Regions from separate parts of the Triticum aestivum genome. Here region 1 is linked to region 2. The links are chromatin contacts, called in public Hi-C maps. All regions are on one chromosome and are shown on one strand. The core of a region is the stretch at or near the end of the contact, and the rest is flanking DNA. Distances in the headings are between cores, read along the strand shown.

Evidence for each region. A called contact is a pair of places that touch in the nucleus more often than the background predicts.
Region 1: a Hi-C map of leaf shows a contact between it and region 2, with 4 times the contacts expected there. The contact joins the enhancer-like site here to the promoter of LOC123150150 in region 2. A contact is called at or near these places in 2 of 5 Hi-C or Micro-C datasets (both in leaf) and 1 of 1 datasets of contacts at active chromatin or transcription factors (leaf).

The regions. Positions count from the first base shown.
Region 1 is chr7A:182,411,194-182,414,945 of IWGSC CS RefSeq v2.1, reverse strand. No RefSeq gene overlaps it. Among protein-coding and RNA genes, the nearest start is that of LOC123150150, 240 kb to the right of the region's middle. Within about 2 kb of position 1,850, at least 4 of the 8 cell types and tissues checked have an H3K27ac peak or open chromatin away from gene starts, as enhancers often do. A contact at or near this core is called in leaf, where this site is marked.
Region 2 is chr7A:182,174,264-182,177,850 of IWGSC CS RefSeq v2.1, reverse strand. LOC123150150 (phosphatidylinositol 4-kinase gamma 5) reads left to right here and starts at 1,512. Exons shown (of 2, transcript XM_044569955.1): 1 at 1,512-1,755. The coding sequence starts at 1,575.

The sequences.
Region 1 (3,752 bases), core at 601-3,100, 240 kb before region 2:
GAGCATCTTTATAATCAGCCAGTTATGTTGTGACGTTTGATAGCACACTAAGTGTTTCTCCAGTATTCGGGAGTTGCATAATCTCATAGTCATAGGAACATGTATAAATTATGGAGAAAGCAATAGCAATAAACTAAATGATCATAGTGCTAAGCTAACGGATAGGTCTACTCCATCACATCATTCTCTAATGATGTGATCCCGTTCATCAAATGACAACTCATGTCTATGGCTAGGAAACTTAACCATCTTTGATTAACGAGCTAGTCTAGCAGAGGCATACTAGGGACACTCTGTTTGTCTATGTATTCACACATGTACTAAGTTTCCGGTTAATGCAATTCTAGAATGAATAATAAATATTTATCATGATATAAGGAAATATAAATAACAACTTTATTATTGCCTCTAGGGCATATTTCCTTCAGGCGACGAAAGCAGCGGTGGCTCTGGTGGAGAATCCGACGGCTCGAGCACCACATCGCCTTGAGGCGGTCCCTGCTCAAGCAAGGCGGTGTCGGTAGCGGCGGATCTTCTTCCTGAGCGCCCGTCGCCCGTCGACGCAGCACCGACGATGTCGCCGACCTGTCCCGCCTGGCGCGAAGCTCCGACTGCTCCACCCCCGTCCATTAGCTATGCCAACAACCACCACCATCTGTTCCGGAAGTGGTACCCGACCACTACTGGGTCCGCGTGACCGCGCTAGCGCCAGCGCACACGAGGATGCCCGAGTTCGAGGCACGAGCAGCCCGCCGCGAGCGGCAGCGCACGGCGGAGAGGGCGGCAGCAGGGGAAGCGTCAACCGCACGACGGTCGATCCCGATGCCGCGCTCCTCGCGTCGGTCCTGCGCCGCTCTTTCACAACGACGGAGACGAATGCGCGGCGCCTCTGCCGCAAGAATGCCAAGGCACTCCGACTCGCCATCGAGTTGTCGGAGCGCAAGGCAAGCAAGGAGGTGAAAGCAATGACGACGCACCACCGCACGCCAACGCCTACACGGAGGAGGGCCACAACCGCATCGACGACTGGAAGGGGAAGGGGCCGACAAGGAAATGGTGGTTTCCTCTGCCCTTCCCTATTGTGTTTATATTTTAACTATGTTTTTAGTAGTTTATATTTTGTTGATTGTCTTTTTATGTAGCGTTGCATGGGTTGTATAGTTTTTAGGTTTCGGATATGAGGGGCGAGGGTGTGGAAGCCAACAAATGAGACGTGTGCGCGGACGCGACCGGACGTGTCTACGGACGATTGAGGGCATGGATTTGCTATCTCTGGATGTAGATGCTCTTAGGGTCGGCTCTGACTGGACAGTCAGGCGTCTATGTGATGGATGTTCGGACACGTGTAAACCTATGTTTGTCTTCGGTTTGTGAAATTTTAGTCGGTCGAACAGGTTTGTTGTCCGCAGATGTTTGATTCACGACATTGGATGGTTAAAATAGTCCATATCCCATTGTCATGATATTTCGTCGTGTTTTGATGCACAAGGAAAAAATGCCTTAACTCCACATGTCCTCGGAGATGGAACAAGATCCACAATCAAATATTTTTTTGTCTGAAAATATTTGTCAGAGAAATGGATGTATCTAAATATATTTTAGTTTTAGATACAATTGCCTTTATCCATTTATCCAACAAATATTTCAATATGAAGCGAATACTTTTTATTTGCGCCTCGTGTCCCCACTGAGTACCCCGTCACCGCGAGGCCGGCCGACCGCTCGTGTGGCCGTCTCCCGTCCTGTCTGACAGCACGTGAGCACGCGAGACGTGGTGTGAGCGTGGACGTCCGAGACAGAATGCGCTGAACAGATGGACGGCTACGATGGACAAACTGTTGCTTTTGGAGACGGGATCTCTGTGTGGACCGGTTGGTCGCGGAGATACGTTGTACGTGGACCTAAAGTAGGACGCCTACGTCTACGCGGGATGGATCCATCGAGCCGTTGTTTCCTGTTTGGTACCCACGTGCGGTCATGTGTCTGGACGGTTTGCCGACTCCTTCTCCGCCACATGCGATGATTAATTATGCAAATGAAGGGGCCCGTGATGCAACCACGTAAGCAGCACCCATGCTACGCCAGATCTTTTGTTTAAGTGTTTTACGGGGCTCATTATCTACTCCTCATTTCTAAATATAAGTTTTTTTTAGATCTCAATACGGCTACATACAGATGTACAACATAGTTTAGAGTGTTCATTTTGCTTCGTATATATTGTAATCTCTAAAGACTTATGTTTTCAAACGGAGTGAGTATTAGTGGGTCGATAGTGCATGCATAATAAAACATGAATAACTTTTTTTGTTGGAATGCATGGGTATTTTATGCTTTGATCGGTTAAAGGAGCGGTTTATCTCAAACGACACTTTTGACATGATGCGCGCGAAACCTATTTCCTCCATCTTGCTCTCTTCCGTGCACGTACGTTCCAACTCTTTAGGTGCGTCGGTCGTCAGCCCAATCCTTCCGTGTTTTACTTTTACCGGTCACGAGTCACAGCGTCCAGTCAAATGCTAGCCAGTGTCAAGACGAAGACAGGAGCTAGACGCCCCACCCGCATCCGTGCGCTTTTGGGTGCACTTTCCTTCTCCTTTTTCCGCCGAGGTGTACAGATAATTCTGCCAACTCAGCCGGCTCATCACACGTCGTTGTCAGCTGGTGTGCGCTGCAGCCTCACCCTCCATGACAGCGAGTGAGGTCGCAACCATGCGGATGCCATGCGGGCTGCTCCTAGTCGGAGGGTCTCCTCGCCGCCGGGAACCCCTAGAATTTCCACCAACCACCCACAGAGTGAGTTGCTGCATCTTAATTCTTAATCAGCGTTTGTCTCTGACTGCCTGAGCCAGTGAGCAAGCACGCACGTGCATCATCATTTAATGCATGCCAAATACATCTTCTTCGTACTCCCTTCGTTTCAAAATATAGTGTTTCCTCTATTCCCGTGCTTCAACTTTGATCATAAATTTAATCAACAAGACCGACTGCGGCGGGAGCAAAAGTTATACCAGTGAATTTGTATTCAAAAGAAGTTTTCAATTATATAATTTTTTTCTCCCGCCGCAGTCGGTCTCGTTGGTTAAATTTATAGTAAAAATTGGACATCGGGAAGCGCGGGCGCACTATATTTTAGAATAAAAAGAGTATGAAATTACTTGTCCCGGAAATAAATAAAAATGAATACATCTAAAACTAAAATACATCTAAGATACATCAATTTCTTTGTCAAGTAATTGTGGATGGAGAGAGTAGACACTTGCAAGTTGCAACACATCGCTGATCATTTGTACTGTACATACGTGATCACTGGGTACTGTGTATATATAATACTCCCTCCGTTCCAAAATAGATAGCCCAACTTTATACTAACTTTATATTAAAGTTAGTGCAAAATTGAATTATTTATTTTGGAACGAAGGGAGTACGTGGCTTGTCCTAGTAGCGTCCAACTTGGATTTTCACAAAAAAAAAAAAACAGCTCAACTTGTAGCAGCAGTAGCAGCAGCATTTATACGTGACCGATCGATACAACCCATTGATGCTAGATTCGCTAGGCGAAGCATCCATCACATCCTGCCCCAACTTAATCGCGACACGGACGGCATCCATCCGTCGGTCTCAACGTGAGCTGGAAAAAAAGAGAGAAAATACATAAAGAACGACCGGCCGGAGGTTCCGTCCTCCTTCCCGCAGATGGTGCACGTCGCCGTCGACCCCCCGCCGCAGCTCCGCCGTGACACCTCGTTCTGTCG
Region 2 (3,587 bases), core at 263-2,762:
TGCATGGGGGTGTGCATGGCCGCATGCACGGCACGGGGTGGTGACAAGAAATCTTGTTGTGGCCGGGACGCTTCCCCGGTAAATCCAAACGGCTCGCGTCCGTTCCCACGGTAGAGGTACAAAAAACGTTCGGTTTGAGTGGCGGACAAGCCCAAAGCCTGCTCGGCGCTTCTCGGCTCCGCCCATGGCCGCAGGTGGGGGCGGTGATATGCTCGAGCTGCCTTTCCACGCACTATACATGTCAAGAACAAAACTGACGCCTATCCCCCCCGGAGAAGATCGATCGAGATAAGATTGGTGATGCAAAACTACGGACGAAAATCGGTAGGCGTAACTTATCGTCTGGGGAAAAAGAATATGAGTACAAAGAAGAACTAGCTGGAAGCCATTTTACAACGGGATTCCGCTCGTTAATGCAAATATGTGCATGACAATGCAGTATTTTCTGGGTTGGGGGTAGGGGAGGGGGGCATAAGAATATAGCCATGACAGGGTGAGAAATGAGAAAATGTTGAGTGGGAGCCTGAGCGATTTTTTTCCTCTCCTATATGAAATAGTGTATTAACTTCTATATAGGGAAAATGAAATTCAGTCGTGTGTAAACAGTGTTTTGCTATTTGAATTGTTCCACGCATGCCACATTTGAGTTCGAAAGCCATGACTGTTGCATTTACTCCAAAAATGGCATAAGCATTGCAAGCCTATATAAGTTGATAGAACTATTATTAGTTCACATGCTTAATTTTTACCACCGGGAATACATATGCAAACTACACAAAACAATGGCATGGAGTTTCTGCTCCCGAACTCAAATGTGCCATTATAAATAGTTTTAAAAAACCAGAATTAAACATTGTTGAATTATCTACATACGAGCAAAATTCATGATGAAAAACATTGCTAGTGCTCGGGGTGAAAAAAATTGATGCTCCAAAAAGATTATTTTTTAGAATGGTTTGGAGCATTGATTTATTTTCCTTCGTCTAGAGCATTAGGAATGATTTGTATTAAAAAATCACGTGCATAGAACATTCAATAATGTTTGTTGCAAAAACTATTCAGAATTCTTTTGTTTTATTTACTGTTTTTTTAATGTTCATGGCAGGTGCATTTGGACTAGGGAGCAGAAGAACACTTTCGGCAAACACACAAGCTAAACTTATTGATGCTAGTCATAGATAAAACCTTACATAAGGTTTAGCGGTAATCCAAGGACTCACCTTTGGTAATGACATTGCCTTCTTTGTCCTCTTTCGCGTGTGTTTACCGATTCGGTAATAACCACAAAACGAGCTTTCTCGAAGAAAAAAAGGGAATTACAATACACCTTCCGAGAAAAGAAGAAAAAAAACACTACAATCACGCATAAGTAGTCGGGTCGCTCTCTCTGGGCGACTCGAGCAATGCCCCTAACTTTAGTCGCCACCGACCCTCCTTTCACTACCAACTCTCCTGCTCGGCGCCGTCTGAGGTCGCCGCCGGGAAAGCCCACGCAACAACCAAGGACGGCGGCGACGAGGCATCATCGCATGGCTTCGATTTTTGGTTGCTGGGTGCGTTAGGTCTAGTTGGCCATGGACACCATGGTGAATGTGTTGCGGCCTCTGCTGGTGGCAACAATGGCGGGCATGGCTTCCGGCAGTGTATCATGGTGCTTCCGGCATCAGAGGTGGCACTTTTCCGGCTGTCTGTGCCTCTGTAATCCTTTGGCTGGAGTGTTGGTGGTCTGTGGCCTCTCAACACAACATGAATCTGGTATTCTGCCTCGACCAGATCTGGATGTTTTTCTTATCGCCTCGTTCTCCTTGGGGTAGCCGGGGCTGGTTATTTTTTGTCCCCCTTCGGTCATCGGTATCCAGCTCCATATTTCCAAGGTTGAACTGATCCCTCCCATGGACCCCCCCTCCCTCGACCATCCTCGACCAGATCTGGATGTTATCCTTATCGCCTGTTCTCCTTGGGGTGGTCAGGGCTGGTTATTTTTTATCCCCCTCCGGTCATCGGTATCCACCTCCATATTTCTGAGGTTGAACCGATCCCTCCCGTAGACCCCCCCTCGACCATCCTTGACTAGATCTGGATGTTTTCCTTATCGCCTCGTTCTCCTTGGGGTGGTCGGGGACGGTTATTTTTGTCATCCTGGACCTATGTTGTCCCCCTCCGGTCATCGGTATCCACCTCCATATTTCTGAGGTTGAACTGATCCCTCCCATGCCCCCCCCCCCTCAACCATCCTCGACCAGATCTTGATGTTTTCCTTATCGCCTCGTTCTCCTTGGGGTGGTCAGGGCTGGTTATTTTTTGTCATCCTGGACCTATGTTGTCCCCCTCCAGTCATCGGTATCCACCTCCATATTTCTGAGGTTGAACTGATCCCTCCCATGCCCCCCCCCCTCAACCATCCTCGACCAGATATGGATGTTTTCCTTATCGCCTCGTTCTCCTTGGGGTGGTCAGGGCTGGGTTTTTTTGTCATCCTGGACCTATGTTGTCCCCCTCCGATCATCGGTATCCACCTCCATATTTCTGAGATTGAACTGATCCCTCCCATGACCCCCCCCCCTCAACCATCCTTGAACAGATCTGGATGTTTTCCTTATCACCTCATTCTCCTTGGGGTGGCCGGGGACGGTTACTTTTTGTCATCATGGACCTATGTTGTCCCCCGCCGATCATCGGTATCCACCCTCCATATTTTGAGGTTGAACTGATCCCTCCATGGACCCCCCCTCCCCCTTCCCCTATCTCTGGTCGGCAGGGTGGTGCCTGATTCGGTAGTGCAAGATTGTTTGGGTGTGCAGCGTTTCCACAGTCATATTCCACCAACGCATGTGCTATGTTCGTGCATGTAAGTTTCACCTACGACCGATGGCCGCACTCCCATTGTGGTCATGGTAATGTTCTGACTGTCGCTCCAGTTGATGATCTTTATGTCATTCGTTGCCCATCTAGGTCGTACCATCTTCGACTTCTTATTGAATCATGCCATTTTTTACAATATACCAATCGTGTCATCTTCGACGTTATAATTTCTTTCTTGTGGACGAATTACATGCGGCCCCCCTGCATGGTTCGCCGGGAATTTGCGCATAGGCCCGCGGAAAAACGCACAAGGCCGTGCCATCCAATTAGATGAGAGTCGAGGGTCGCCGGAGGAAGAAGGCCCTCGCACGCACACACGTTGCCCCGGCCAATCCCAGCTCACGCGCCCCTCGCACCTCTCTAACCTAACCATGGTTTGCTCAGGGCTTTAAATTAAACCCCTCCATTACACATCGCCCCTGTCCCTCTCCCTGTCGCACCCCCACACACCCAGCCCCTCGCAAGCTCTCGCTCACTCACGCACGAGAGAGCGAGGGAAGAAGGGGGCAAGAACTCGGAACCCGGGAGGCGGAGGCGGAGGAGTGCTGTGCCGGGGAGTGGGAGGTGCCGGTCCCTCGCCGGACGACGGACGGAAGAGGCGGCTGCGGCGCACCTGCCAGATCTGCGGCCCCGCCGGCGGCGGGCCGCCATTTCTGGGTCTCCGCATTGGTTCAGGTATGGACAGAGCCTCATTTCCCCCTTCCTGTTGGTGCTCGTTCCGCCGG